Regions from separate parts of the Mus musculus genome. Here region 2 is linked to region 1. Evidence: chromatin contacts called from public promoter capture Hi-C data. All regions are on one chromosome and are shown on one strand. The core of a region is the stretch at or near the end of the contact, and the rest is flanking DNA. Distances in the headings are between cores, read along the strand shown.

The links. Promoter capture Hi-C pulls out the DNA fragments that hold promoters and counts their contacts.
Region 2: a contact with region 1 is called in a promoter capture Hi-C map of liver. The contact joins the enhancer-like site here to the promoter of Abcb4 in region 1. A contact is called at or near these places in 8 of 39 promoter capture datasets (the C10 cell line, the HPC-7 cell line, HPC-7-derived erythroid cells and 4 more), 6 of 484 Hi-C or Micro-C datasets (CD4 T cells, Th1 cells, cerebral cortex and 1 more), 3 of 115 datasets of contacts at active chromatin or transcription factors (effector CD8 T cells, memory CD8 T cells and microglia) and 3 of 9 other capture datasets (adipose tissue, liver and pancreatic islet).

The regions. Positions count from the first base shown.
Region 1 is chr5:8,889,195-8,896,967 of GRCm38.p6, forward strand. Abcb4 (ATP-binding cassette, sub-family B (MDR/TAP), member 4) reads left to right here and starts at 4,527. Exons shown (of 28, transcript NM_008830.2): 1 at 4,527-4,713; 2 at 4,894-4,970; 3 at 7,379-7,433. The coding sequence starts at 4,900.
Region 2 is chr5:9,037,147-9,044,919 of GRCm38.p6, forward strand. Gm40264 (a long non-coding RNA gene) reads left to right here. Exons shown (of 3, transcript XR_868241.1): 3 at 1,206-1,446. Among named protein-coding and RNA genes, the nearest start is that of Gm40264, 6.3 kb to the left of the region's middle. Within about 2 kb of position 3,700, at least 8 of the 459 cell types and tissues checked have an H3K27ac peak or open chromatin away from gene starts, as enhancers often do. A contact at or near this core is called in liver, where this site is marked.

The sequences.
Region 1 (7,773 bases), core at 3,277-5,776:
CATTTAGTTGATGCCAACTTACAGGTTCAGAGATTCAGTCCATTATAATAATGGTGGGAAGCATGCAGGCTGACTTGGTGCTGGAAGAGGCAAGAGTTCTACATCTTGATGCAAAGGCAGCCAGGAGGAGGATCTCTTCTGCACTGAGTGGAGCTTGAGCACTAGAAACCCTCCAAGGCCCACCTACACAGTGACACTCTTCCTCCAACAAGGCCATATCTCCTCCAACCAGGCCACATCTCCTAATATTCAAACCATCACAATAACCAAGGGCAATCAAGGACACTAGTTTTGTTTTTTGGTTTTTGGTTTTTTTTTTTTTGTTTGTTTCCTGGGTTTTTGTTGTTGTTGTTGTTGTTTTGTTTTGTTTTGTTTTGTTTACCTCTGGGACATCCCTGGCCAATAACTCATAGGAGATATCCTTTTATCCTTTGACTTATCATGTGATTTTCACCTAATAACCCCTATTCTGGGAGTAACATTCTCAATCCATGAATGTTATTCCTTGAACTCTTTATAGAAACTTTATTTTGAAATTTTTAAGTAATGGGTTTCTATAAGACTTTCATAGACCTTTGATTCTGGCTAACCAATCATGATATGGCTTCTATATGGCTTATCATATTCCTTTCCTTTGAAGTAGCTACCCACCCCTGTTTTATTCCTAGATTTTCCCCAAAACACACCATGACCTTCCTTGGTTAAGTCTTTTGGCTCCCAGTATTCCACCTCTCTTGACATGACTCCAAAAGTCCCATTCTACACTTGCTTATACTTAGATTCCAGGTTAAAAATACAAACCAAAGATCTGAAGCTAGGATCTACGTATGAGTAAGAACATGTAGTATTGGTCTTTCTAGGTCTTAGTTTCCTGTCTTAGTTTTTCTAGTTCTGTTTATTTGCAAATTTCATTTTTCTTTATAGATGAGTAATATTACATTCTGTACATGTACAGTGTTTTTCTTATCTATTTTTCTGTTGATGGGCATTATTTTAGGTTGGTTTCTTTTTTCAACTTGACACAAGCTAGAATCATTTGGGAAGAAGAACTCTAATTTGAGAAAATGCCTACATAAGGTATGTCTGTAGGCATGGTAGGACCCATGGTTCTAGCCACATATGTAGCAGAGGATGGCCTTGTAGGGCATCAATGGGAGGAGTGGCCCTTGGTCCTGTGAAGGCTTGATGCCCCGGTATAGGGGAATGCTAGGGCGGTGAGGCAGGAGTGAGTGGGTGGGTGAGGGGAACACCCTCATAGAATCAGGGGGTGGGGTGGGGAGAGGATGGGGGCTTGAGAGGGGAAACTGGGAAAGGGTATAACATTTGAAATGTAAATAAAGAAAATATCCAATAAAAAAAGGAGCTAAAGATATACACCACAGGTGCAAAGACATGAGATAAAATAGTGACTGAGTTTATCTATACAAAACTACAAGGAAAACTTAGTTATGTTTTTTAACTCTCCATGAATCTGTAAGCTAGTAACAAATGATGAATGTTCAGCCAGATAATTAATTCTAGGGTATATTCATATATGAATTCTCTGTTATAAATCTCTTTTTCAATTTATGACCTAAATGTATGTGCAAACTTGTAATTAACTTTTTACCATGTGAACACAGTCTCTTTATTTTTTATTTTATTATTTTATTTTTAATTTGTTTTTTAGTTTTACTTTAAAAATTTTTTATTAGATATTCTCTTTATTTACATTTAAAATGCTATCTCCTTTCCTAGTTTCCTCTCTGAAAGTCTCCTATACCTTCCCCCAGCCCTGCTCCTCAACCCACCCACTCCTGCTTCCTGGCCCTGGAATTCCCCTGTACTGGGGCATATGATCTTCATAAGACCAAGGCTTTTCCTCCTATTGATGGCCAACTATGCCATTCTCTCCTACATATGCAACTAGAGACACAAGCTTGGGGGTGGGGGGTACTGGTTAGTTCATATTGTTCCTCCTCCTATAGGGTTGCAGATCCCTTTAGCTCCTTGGGTACTTTCTCTAGCTCCTTCATTGGGGGCCCTGTGGTGAATACAATCTCTTAAGTTGTTGTACAGTGCTGAGAGCAGAGACAGGTCTCCCTCCAGTTTTCTTCCCTAGACTTTAACTCAAAGCTGAGAGTCTCTTGCAGAGATAGAACAAAAGGCTTCTTTACCTAGCCTCCCACAGTTTTTACTATGAGGTACTAAACTGCAGCTTCTAGCCTCAGAGAAACTCAGACAGGCAGATCAGCTGCAGGATTGATAGCAAATTGTTTATGGCCTAGTTTCTGAGTGGAGACAAAATGGAATAAAAAGGACTCTTCAAGGTATATTTTAAATAGTTTTAATTTTTTTCTATAATAGTGCTACTGGGATTTTAGATGGTACAGCTTTTCATCTTGGGCAAATATATAAGTGTAGCTATGGAGATGTGACCTCTCCTTCCCTGTAGACACTGTGGGCCTACCTCTAACTTTTGTGCTCATGCAGAGAACCTCTTGCAAGGACAACCTTGTGGGTTGGATCAGACAGTCAGAAAAAGTAACCCACTTCACTCCTTCCAGGTTTTTGTTCATTTATGTTTAATTCAGACTCTTCTCATTCCTTCATGAGTCTTGATTCCACTCCCTCAGGCTGTCTTATATTAGAGATTGGCAGGCATATGTCATCCCTTAGACACTACTGAATTCTGTAATGTCCCCCAGTTACCTAAAACTCCCCTCTTGAACTTAGCAATTCTAACTGCTTTCACCTCCGTAGTTGCTTTAGCCTCGGGATACCATACAATAATAATCTGAACACCTGGTAAACTGGTGAAGGAAAGGCCTTCTGTTCCATCAAGACAACTTCTTGTGGTTGGGGTAGACTGGAAATTGAGCCCAAATATGTAACTACATTCATGTCTATCTCATAGTTGCAATCAGCTCCCCCTATGTGAAGAGCCAGATGGAGATGCCCAGGACACTCAGCTGGATGTATCTGCACGCTCTTCCCTACTCTCCCGCCCATCTCTTCTAAGCTTTTAACCATGACAGTAGTTGTCATTTAGTAAGTGTGGAGGACACTTTATACTCATTGTTTCCAACCTTACTAGATCCCCTATTTTAATGGATGTTGAGACTGAATTGAGATTTAAATAACCCATCCAAAGCCAGAGCACCGGTAAACGGCAGAGCAGAGCTGCCTTCAGGGTCTGTGTGACAACTCTTCTACTCTTCATACTTTAAGGTTGTCTGGAAAGCAGTTAGACAGCTATTGTGCAAATGCCACACAGAACAAGGCTCAGCCGCAAATTCAGCCACTGGACTAGGAGAAAAGCAAGCCACATATTATACAGGTGCTATGTTTTAAAAGCAACACTAAGTACTTTCACAGTAACCTAATAAGGAAGACAGACTCTTAAGAAACTGAAGCCCAGAGAAATAAGCAGTGCCCACAGCCACACACTGACCTGTGAAGCTCTTAAGTATGAAACTTGCTTGCTTGAAGCTCAGAAGGTGTCGCTTTATTATCTGATTTAGCGCCTTCGTTTTGGGAAGAGTGGAGAAATCGATGAGAACTCACAAGGAAGCCATATTCACATAGGCCCTAAGAGTAAGACGATTTGGCATGGAGGGATTAGAGTAGGAAATCAGAACAGCCACAGTCAATAGGCTTTGCATCGGTGCCAGTCTGAAAGATGCAGCGTTGGGAATGGAGATGTTACTTAGCTTCTCTGAACACCGATGTCTTCACTTTTGTGAAAACCAAACCAAAAGTACGTGCTTTTTTCTCTCATTTTATTTATTTTCTGCACGTGGTTTGATGTATAGGAGTGCACATGTTCCATGATGCATGTATGAAAATCAGAGAACAATTTGAGAGACCATTGTCTCCTTCCACTATGTCTGTAGCAGAGATCAAATTCAAATTGTGAAGCTTGGAAGCTAGCTGCCTTGTCTGGTCTCAGTGGGAGAGGATTCACCTATTCCTGCAGAGACTTGACAAGACAGGGTAAGGGGGATTGGGGAAGAGACTGTGTGAGGCGGGTACCGAGAGAGGGGGCAGAGATCAGGATGTAAAATGAATAATATTTTTTAAGTGTGTGCTTTTAATAGGGGAATCCTTTTCAGCCCCCAAGTTCTGTGTCTCTATGTGCCCTCCCCCGTGTGGGACACCAGCGATATTCCTCATCTCCAAGGAGTTTAAGCTGACGATTCTGGGCTGGACCTGCTTAATCTTCAGCATCTGGGGTGTTAGTTGCAATTTGGTGCCATATAGACTCGAGCCGAGGATGCATAAGTGGCGACCTCGCTACTTAACTTCCTATTGGGATCTCAGAGCGCCTGGTTGTTGAACTGGTGGAAATTACTTCCCCAGTGTGTTCTAAAAGAAAACTCAGCATGGGGGAGGTGTGGCAGTCACTTTTAGGGGCCCGTAGCCTGCCAGAGGAGGCATCGAGCAGGCTTATCGGCTGCAGCTGGTGCTGCGTTGCGGGCTGCTGGCAGCTCGCCCGGGTGGGCGGCCGCGGAGACGCGCGCCCCTGGCGGCGAGGGCGACACGCTGGTGGCGCTGGGGCCTGCAGAGCCTGCGGGGCTTGCGGGAGCTCTCCTGCGGGCCCGGGCCCTCGCCCCCGCCGCAGCGGGAGGCGTCGCCGGCGCCGGGTGCGTGTGGGAGGCGGGGACGAGCCGCGGCGAGCAAAGTCCAGGTCTGCGCGCCACCCGCTGCGGCCAACACGCGCGTGAAGTTCAGGTGAGGGAGGACGCGGCGGGAGAAAGGGACCGAGGGAAGGCAGTTGCGGTGGGACCTGCCGGGGAGCGGCTGCCACCAGTGCCCCCGGCTCTGCGCCGGCTCTGCGCGGAGCCTGGAGGTCCCCCTCTCCAGGCAGCTGAGCCGGGTGCACTTGGACCTGAGGCTGTGGTTTCTCCCCAGGCTGAGATGGATCTTGAGGCAGCGAGAAACGGAACAGCACGGCGCCTGGACGGCGACTTTGAACTAGGCAGCATCAGGTATACAGGACCGCAGAGTCACTGGCTTTTCCGTTATAGCGGAGTCCTGAAAAGAAGTTGTGAGAACCGGTTGATGCCTCCGGCCTTTGGGATGAAGTCTTTAAGTGTTCTTGAGGACTGTCTCCCAGGCTCCTTTTGGAACAGGTTCAGAGAGAAGAGGCTGTCTTCAAAAGCGCCCCCCTCCCCTGGACACGGGTGATTTGATGAATATTGGCGTTGTGTAACATTCACTGTATTTTTATAAAGTAAACGTTTCACTCTTTTTAGCCATCATCTGGCTACTCGAGTTGGTAGAACTTCAGACACCTGCTATTGATGGCTGTACTTCTGAACAAGGGTAGCGAAGCAAGGCCCCCCTCTTCCTGTGTTTCTCTTCTTTGCCTCGTCTTCCCCTTCTCCCATCTGTAGACTGTTTGCCCTATTTCTCCTCTCTAGGGGGTGACATGGAGAACAACCTCATTCTTCACTAACTTCTGCTTCGAAATCAGTTTTTTTCCCCCAGTTGCAAGAGGGTGAACCTCGACGCTTCCCCTGCCAGTGGGTCTGTCTTTCTCCCTGACTCTCGTTCTCCCCCAGCCACAGTGAAGCACACATACGGCTTTCTGTCAGGCAGAAGGGCCTAGGCAAGTGTGTGCGTGTTTCCTCTTTCGCTGTGGGGACAGTGAATCATTTTTACCCTCAGCTTCAAATAGTTTATGAGGCTATTACAGTCTCTGAGTTCATGCTAGGCCACCCGGAACAAACTGACATGTGTCATGAAGTTGTCTTCTAGAGGGAGAAAATTTATCAGCTTCTGTAGTTGGTTCTCAAGCTGCAAGGGGCCTGATTAGCCAACTGACAAATATGCCTATCTGAATCTTAAACTGAAGCATTGCTTCTGTTAATTGCTTTGGACCGTGGCATCGCCCTACTCATTCTTAGAATCGTGACATTTATTCACAGAAAATTTAGGTTTGTCCATATCGAGTCATAAAAAAGCAAAAACAAAAACAAACAAACAAACAAACAAACCCCAAATGTATGGATGGTGTTACTTCTAATAGAAAAATGTGGTTTTGTCATCTGGCAATTTAGGCTGGGGATGACTGTGACTCTATTAATAGATGGCATTTTCACGAAGACGGCTATTTATGTATTATACTGGCTGAGCACACTGACTAGTATTAGAAGGAGCAGTCCCTGGAAAAGGTGTAGTAACACTCAGGGCCCAGGAAGCTCTCAGAAGAAGCTCACAGCATGTGGTTAGGAAGAAGGAAACACCTCAAAACCGAAATACACAAAGTTAGAACTAGCTTGATATTGTAAGATTACAAAATGAAATATGGGACTAATTTTTATATAATAATACCAAGGGCGGTACCTTCAAGGAAAGCTAAGCCCACTTCTGTTAGGCACAACAAACTGAGGAGGGCTAATATACCTGTTCTAGATATGCTGCATAGCCTGTGGCACATTCTCTTGTATATATTCAGTGGCAAATGTCCATCTGTTGAAAGGTACCAAGTGTGAAGAAAATTAATGAAGACTGAGAAAATTAGGAGAACATAGCAGAAGTGTCTATCCATTTTAAGGAGGGTGGTTAGGGTAGGTCTTATTTTTAAGTCAATTACTGAGAAAGGGGAAATAAGCAGAAAGAACCATGGGTATTTGGGGAGCATTTTCTGGCAGCAACAATTTAGAGCTAAATGATCCTGAGGTCCGGACTGTATTTGTTGCATTCACAAAGTAGCAGAGAAACCAGGTCTGCCTATCTGAGCAGCTGGGAGCGGGGGATGGTGTCATGATGGTACCCTCAGAGAGTGTGGACTGAGTAGCCAATATAAAGGTTTTGATTTCACTCTGAGAAGAAATGGAGCCATTGCTATTTCCTGAGTAGAGAAGTAGCCTGAGTTCTTAAGTAATTATATTGGCTACAGTTTCCAGTACACTAAAGCAAATGTAAATAGAAGTTAAGTGGGACTATTCTAATGGGAATGTAGCAAGAAAAATGGGGGGGGGGGGAAGTAACAGAATCTTAGATGTATCTTGAATCCAGAAAAACAGTATTTCCTAAAACCACTCCCCATATAATCCAGAAAAGCAGTCTCCCTATAGAACAACTCGTACTTTTCTTAGAAAAAGAACAATTTAGGTGATTTGGTAACATTATTACTTTATGCATCTCCTCACTGTAGACTGTGAGGCTGGCAGTCTTGACCCTTTCTCCTGTATCCAGATGTCCTTGTAGTACCTTGGACAGTTACCTTTGTACTTGATGGCTGCCTTGCAGCATGCTTGAAGCTGGATAATTTTGACAATGGTTGTCTTCTTGTATTTAAAAATGTTGTGAGTCAAAACCATAGCTGCTAAAGTTTATTTTCAATTTATTGCTCATAACAGTTTTAAATTTGAACAATTATATTTTACAGCAACCAAGGCAGAGAAAAGAAGAAGAAAGTGAATTTAATTGGCCTGTTGACACTGGTAAGTTGTGAAATACTAAGTGCTAAGAATCCTGCCCTTCATTCAAATTTGGAGACTTGAGTCAATAGCCAGCCAGCCAGTGCTTTAAGTCTGTCTGTCTGTCTTAGCAGCACTGGATTGCCTCTGTTGCACTTGTGCCTATGGTTTGCCTAATTGTAAACGATGGCTTTAAGTCACAAGACAGACGATGAAGGGGTTGGGGTACGCTGGCTTCGAGCTCACTACTCTCAGGGAGGTTAAAAAGAAGAAGCATTTCAGAAATGCCATGGAAACATCTCGATTCATAAAACCTGTCACTAACCCCACCCCCACCCCTGCCCAGCAAAACAACATTTAAAAC
Region 2 (7,773 bases), core at 2,450-4,949, 150 kb after region 1:
ACTTATCATTGTTTTGGCTTCATATATAAATATATATATCATTTTATGGATACTAGAACATGATCATATCTGTCTTCTAAAGTGCCCCCAACACTGTTATATAAACTCATCTTCTGTTGCTACAAGAAAATACCCAAAGCCAGGTATTTTAGTCATATTTTTTGAGACTGAAATTCCCAAAACCTTGGCACTCTTTGTAGGGCCCTCTTGGCTGCACCACGTCCTCACAGATGTGTCTTGGCAGCTGTGTGACATGTGATAGTGAGGCAAGTAAGCAGGGGGAAGGCCACCTGGCTCCCTTGACTGTTTCACAAGAACTACTTCCTCATGTCTGTGGGGAGAACCTGCATGACCTCCTGCTAAGCACCTCACTTGCAGGTCCCACCGCCTAGGATTAGCTGACTGCGAACCAGTCACATGCACCTTTGAGGAACACATTTGAACTGAAGTCTAGCCACTCCCCATCCCCTTCCTTACACCGCCCTTTGGTGGACAGTGTTTTTGTCATCTTGAAGAAGACCAACTAATCTGCCTTTGATGTTTCTCCTTATACTTTTGGTGCATACCTGATGCCTTATTTCCAAAAAAGTTACTTCTGCTTTTTCATGTTGATTTTATTTCCTGTGCTGAATTTATCAGATCTACTCATTTTTGTGGAATCTTCAGATCATACATGCATCAAATGTACTTTCTTTTGTTTTTATTCTCCATCAATATACACAGATCTGTTGAATAGAGGTGAGGAATGGGGTGCCCCGTGTTACCCCAGATTTATTAGATAATCCTTTCTAAGATTTTGTTTTTATTTTATTTTCTCTCTCTCTCTCTCTCTCTCTCTCTCTCTCTCTCTCTCACACACACACACACACACACACACACACATGCTTTGAGCACACTTTACAGACCCTTCTACAAGACCTCATCAAGTGGCTGATGTCTCACCTTCCTTGGGGATGGTTTTGACTGTTTTAGTTGCTTGGATGAGCTATCTTTTTTGTGATGGTTGATCTTGACTATCAGCTTGATGGAATTTAGAACCACTTAAAAGACACACTCCTGGGGATGTTTGGGAGAGAGCCTTGAGAGGATTTTAATTTTTTTTTTTTAACTGTAGTACCTTCCCCTGACCAGCCCACACTCTCCCACTCCACTTCTTTTGCTTCATGCCTCTGTTGCCATCCTCTGAACCTTTGTTCTTCCAGCAGGGAACACCCAGGGTTTCAGCATCAAAGGAACACCTATGGCAGCTGCCTTGTGAACTGAGCAGCCTCCAGAGCCTCTGACCCTGCAGGACGAAGCCACCATTGCTGGACTACCCAGTCCTGATGTGCGAACCAATCTAGTAGATTGCTTTTGAATGTAAACACATTCTATTAGTTCCCAGGCCCTAGAGGACCTTAACTCATACATTCATAATTTTAAAAAATATTTATTTTTGCATTGTGATTTTTATTGTTTTTTTTTTTAAATGCAATATTAGAATGTCAGAGTGTGGTGACTGTAAATCAAATTCTTCTTTTTCCTTGAGTTTTACTTTTTGCTTTTTGTTGTCCCAATCTGTAAAAGTTCTTTCATCTGCTGGTTTTCACCGTGTGTGTGTGTGTGTGTGTGTGTGTGTGTGTGTAGGAGTGCTCTTTGTCTGTGTGTGGCTGGTGATTGAACATGGAGCCTTGCACATGCCAGGAAAGCACTTTACTGCTGAGCTATACTCCAGTTTTGTTAGTTAAAAAAAATATTTCTCTTATCTTTGAGATTATAATGTAATTATTTTATTTCCTTCTTTTCCTCACTTCTCCTTGCTCTTTCAAACTCATAACCTCTTCTTCATTAATGGTTGTTACATATCTTATGCATACACGCGCACACACACACACACTCACACACACACACACTCACACACTCACACACACACGCATACACACACACACTCACTCACTCACACACACACTCACACACACACACGCATACACACACACACTCACTCACACACACACTCACACACACACACTCACTCACACACACACTCACACACACACACTCACACACACACACTCACACACTCACTCACACACACACACTCACACACACACACTCCCACACACACACACTCACACACACACACACACACTCACACATACACTCACACACACACTCACACACACACACACACACGCAGATGTGGAACTTGTTCAGTCTGTATAATGCTACTCATTACGTATGCTTCAGAACTGGCTATCAGGTCTTGCATAACCAACTGATATGCTCTTCCCTGTAGAAGACTATTTCTTTCAGTCTCAGTATTCCTTAGTTGCCTGAAGTTCTTTGTGTAGAGTGGAGGACAAAATTTTCTTTGCTTGCCTAGAAAGGAAGGGAGGGAAGGAAGAGGAGACAGAAGAGAAGGATAGTGGGAGATCCTGTGCTAGGTTTTCTCAATGGGCTCTGTACTGGTATTCATCTTCCACACTGAGCCAAGTGTTGAAATATTCATGTAGTACTCACTGGGCTGAGTCTTGGGAAGTTGTTGAAGTGAAGCTTTGAATTCTGCGCCTAACATGAATCTTGTCCTGACCATGTGTGTGCCTTTCTCAAGTCCTCAGAATACAAAGAAACTAATTTGCTTTTTTGTTGTTCCTTCGTGATGAGGAGGAGGAGAAAGGGGAGGAGACAGAGTTTCACGTAGCCAAGGCTGGCCTGGAACTCCAGCCACTGATTCTCCTGCCTCCACCTCCCAAATGCTGAGAGTGAAGACATACCCTGTCATTCCTCCTCCGAATTCACTTCCTGAATGCACCACTTTCCAAAGCAATTCTCTCCTTGACTTTGCTTCCCAACCCAGAAGTGGTCTGCTGTGGCTTCAAGCACAACCTTGCCCTAGGCTGCTACAGGTTTTCTACCATCTGATGTTCTGAGCAAAGCCTTTTCCTAGCCTCGGAAGAGAGAGAGAAGAGAACACATTGACTCCGTCCTTACGGCAGCCCTCAGGCAAGTCACAGAGAGACTAGTGAGAAGGGCCAGCTCTGCTCTCTCTGAACCCGGAACAAAGACCCCACAGTGGGAATGTGGGCTGCTGTGCTCAAACTTATCCCTGAGCAAGGGAGGCTCGTGTCGCTGCCCTGGTTTTCCTAGCACTTTGTTCTTCAGAGTTTAATAAGGCTGGTGATGACTGTTTCCATGGGCACACTAGAGCTCACAGCTGTCAGTTTGGTTGTCGTTCCTGAAGTGACCTTCTGAAAGGCTTTCCTGATGCTGTCCCTTTAGCATCTGTCTGTGCCTGACTTTAATATGGCTGAGGCTGCATAACTGAGTGTCACCACAGTGGCAGAGCCATCTCCATCCCCGACTTTTTCAGCATTTGCATCTGTGCATTCTAACCTGGTTCTTATCCATGGGTGAGCTTGTTGCATTCCACCTGACAGTTCAGTCCCCACGGAAACATCAAACCTTTCACACACGTGGAGTGCACGTGTGCCTGAGGTTAAGTTGTATCCCTTATAGAGATTTCTGATGGTTCTTGTCTTTCTGCCTTCTTAAAATACAGCACCCGTGCATTCTTCCTTCTATCATGGTTTGAAAGTAATGTGCTATTCTTGTCCTTACAGCTCTCGCCTTGGAAATCCACAGAGGTATGCTTGGCTTGGCTTAGGTCACATGAGAATTCCTCCCCACCTCAGTTGATGTCTCATTCACTCTATTTACTTATGGCAAATTATTCTACAAAATCCAAATTTACTTAGACTTAGTTAGTTCCAATGCACACTGCCATGCCCGAGTTCAGATGTCCAAAGTCCAGGGGGGAGCTTTTTGAAATACAAGAGCAATAGTGACCATTCTCCTAATCTCTTGCTGAGAGAGAGAGAGAGAGAGAGAGAGAGAGAGAGAGAGAGGGAGGGAGGGAGAGGGAGAGAGAGGAGAGAGAGAGAGGGAGAGAGAGGAGAGGGAGAGAGAGGAGAAAGAGAGGGAGAGAGAGAGAGAGAGGAGAGAAAGAGGGAGAGAGAGAGAGGAGAGAGAGGGAGAGAGAGGGAGAGAGAGACAGGGAGAGAGAGAGAGGGAGAGAGAGGAGAGAGAGAGAGAAAACAATCTTACATGGAAGGTCACTGAAAGAATATATATGTACTTTGACATTATAAATATTGTAATTACCTCCAAGTAATTGAGATACAAACCCCACTGTACACATTAGTGCCCCTAAATCCACCGTAACAAACATCACAGAGAGCCATGATTAGCCACAAAGCAATCTGAAGGCTGCAAGACCAGGACAAGGTGCCTGCAACTTTGGTTTTCTTCTGAAGCCATTCTTTTTGAGACCAACGTTAACTTAACTGTCTCTTTGAAAGGCCACATCTTCTAAACTAGTGAATCTGAGTTGCTATTTCTGTGGCAACGATACTGAGCCTAAATGCAAAGGGTGGTTATAACTTGATATCTCTTTATTAGTTATTAACCAGAACAAGTAACTTTTAAAAAGTCAGTCAGTTCATAATAAAATGGGCAAAGATGTCTACCATTACTTACCCAAGCCGCCATCAAGGGCTAGGGATCAAGCAGAATTCATAAGAATTAGCTTTGACAGCTTGGTGAATTATGTTCCTTCAATCAGGAAGATATGTGATGTCAACCTGTTTCAAAAAATAAAAATAAAAAAGCAGGCTTCTCCTTTGTTCTCTGTTACTGTGACGAACCCTGAGCAAACGTCACTTGTGGGGGTGAGGGAAGGGTTTATTTGGCTTGGACTTCCAAGTCATAGACCCACCGCTGAGGGAAGTCAGGGCAGGAACTGCAGCACAAGCAGAGGCAGGAGTCAGGAAGAAAACTGCTCACTCACCGGTTTGCTCTCAGGTTCATATTCAGCTACTAACAGTTTCAGAGACAGTCTAGGCCCATCTACATGGGGATGGTGCCACCCACAGTGGACAGAGAACTCCCTCAGCAATCATCACTTCAGACAATCTCTCATGGATCTGACCCCAGGCCAATCTGATTGAGGCCTTTTGTCAATTGTCTTCAAAACATCTGATTATGGCTGTATTATCACTGAGGTACCCTCTACCTCTCAGTGCCCAGCAGGCCATCTTTATACACACTTCTAGACAAGAGGTTCCCTTTCAGCGGTGTCTAGCTGGGGAATAAAGTTGTGTGATGGACTATTGACATGGACATGGCTGACTCAAAGGCAGTTGCATGACCAAAAGGTCCACATCAGCACGGGTGACACCTCACAAAAGCTGCAGCCCTAGACCTCCTTGCCCAGCTTGCAGGGAGCTCTACTGCTGAGTCACTTCTCCCATACCAACTACTCACTGCTCGGCTACCCTTGGAGTGGGGCCTTGTGAGTCGCACAACTTTCAGAACTCCTAGAACCTCAAAGCTTTATTTGCTTCCTGGTTTTTAGATGCCTTCCCTCCTCCCTCCAAGAGAAAATGTTTCAAGTCAGAGGAAATAGCTATACAATGGTCCTCAAGACTGCCATAGGTGACTAGTGGGCAATGAAATATATCCAGCAGGGTACAACAGTGTGAAGACCAAACCAAAGAATTGCTATGCCATCCCTATATGACTGAATCTTTTATATATATTCTTTCTCATAATCCTCTCAATAATAGCCCTAGTAGAAGAAGGCATTCTTTATTGTATAGCATGGGAAATGGAGTAACGTGCCCATATTCCCGTCTCATTTGGTTGTCTCCCAAGCTCCGGCTCCTCCACTCCATTGTCACATCTGCTGCTCCATCATCACGTCTGCTGTGCCCGCGGACACAAAGGGACACCCAGAGGCAGTTTCTGCTGCTCTGTGCAGCTACTCCAGTGTTAACAGTGCAAAGAAGGGCAGGAATTCAAACAAGCTCCTCTGCCTGTGCTTGTTGCCACATGCATCTTAAAAGGCTTATTTGAGCAGAAACCATCCTATTTTTTCTAAAAAAACTATTTATTTTTTCTAAACTGCCTATTTTTCCCCCTTTCTTTCTTTTCTAATTAATCACTTGTGCTAGGACTTGAAACTGTCCTCTAGTTTCCAGAGCACCCACCCCTGCTTGGTTTTGTTTCTCCAGTGGCGTCCAGGGTGGATGAATAGGGCCTTATTGTTTGGGTTTCTACTCAGGGAGCCAAGTAAGTCCAATTTGCTTTGCACGAGTTCTACAGGGCTATGGCGGCTTGCTTTTTTTTTTTTTTACTTCACTCAATACACAAGAGGAATGATGTGTTCTGACAGGTTACAAACTTCCGGAGGACCCAGCCTAACTCCAGAACAAATTGGAAACTAATTACAAATGTTGTATTAAGAGTGAAAAACCAATACCAAATTAGAAACATTTTGTCAGGTGAGCCTTCGGAAGGGAAGTCTGGAAGGTAAGGGGTGATGTTCAAAGAAATTACCAATATTTGCCCACAATTTGATCAAATTATAGTACTAAAGCAGTGGAGAGGGTTAAGGGTTTATATCTTTTCTAGTTTTTAAATTTATGCATACTTGTTTTTAATTTTAAGCTGCTTTGAAACATGCTAGTCTCCAGGCCTTTGCTGTCGACAGTATGCGGCAGGAGTCAGTGAATTGGTGCCTCAGAGCTGGGTACAAGCCTCAGGCAAGGCGTCAGAACCGCTGAGTCAAATCGAGTTTGACAAGGTCTCCAGGGACATCTGTGCAGTGGTCTACCCTGAAAAATGGTAACAATGTCTCAAGAGGCCACAGTGTTTCTTTTCTATGGGTGGGGGGATTGGTGGGTATGCTGGGATCCTTCCTAGAAGAGCCTGGGTAGGTGACACCAGGAGGTGAACTTCCAGTACAGTGCATGATGCAAACAAAGGGGTACACGGTTCTCCTAGGCTGGTGACTCAAACCTGGGACAGTAACACCTACTTTCCCTGAGTCAGCTGTGCCTACACAAAGAAACCTGGTTGAAACTGCATAGCTCCTGGATCCTGCCTGACCCCTGTGGCCTCAGAGTTAAACTCCTTCATACTGAATTATAGGTGTGCTGGTTAGGTTTTACCAACATGACGCAGGCCTAGACCTATCTGGGAATCTCAATTGAGGAACTGCCTCTATCGAACTAGCCAATGGGCATGTCAGTGGGCTTTTTTTTTTTTAATTGCTAATTGAATGGAAGGGACCCAGCCCACTGTGGGCATTCCCACCCCTGGGCAAGTGGTCGTGGGTGTTATAAGAAAGCAAGCTGATGAAGTCATGGAGGTGGAGCCACCAAGACATGTTGCTACCCCCAGGTTCCTGCCCAGGCACCCTTTGCTTTACAAGTTGCTTCTGCTTATGGTGCTGATCAGAGCAACAGGAAGCAAACTCTATCAATAGATGGTTTTAATATTAACTTGCTGTTCCCTCATTCCAACTCCTTCTTCATAATTTCTCCAAAGCTTTCGTTTTACTAACATAACTATTCTGTATTTTCCTGTAATGTTGCGGGCTTTATTTATGTATATATTCGTGTACATTTGTGTTTGTATGTGATCATTTCAAGTGTTATCTCGGGTGGGAAAAAGCTGCCAACTTGCTTCTGAGATCCAGTTGGTTAGCAGAAACATCTTGGTTTTCAGAAACAAGATTAGTGTTTGAATTATAGAATTAATATTTTAAAACACTTATACATAAAAAAAAACACTTTACATCTAAACTGTAGCAGTAAACATTAAAGGTAATTTCCCAAGAGACCTCAACCCTACACAAAGAACTACAGACAACTGAGTTAAGCTGGGAGTGGGGAGAGGTCCCTTCCCAGGGAATAATCTTTGAAGCACCAATTGGTTGTTCAGTGGAATTGA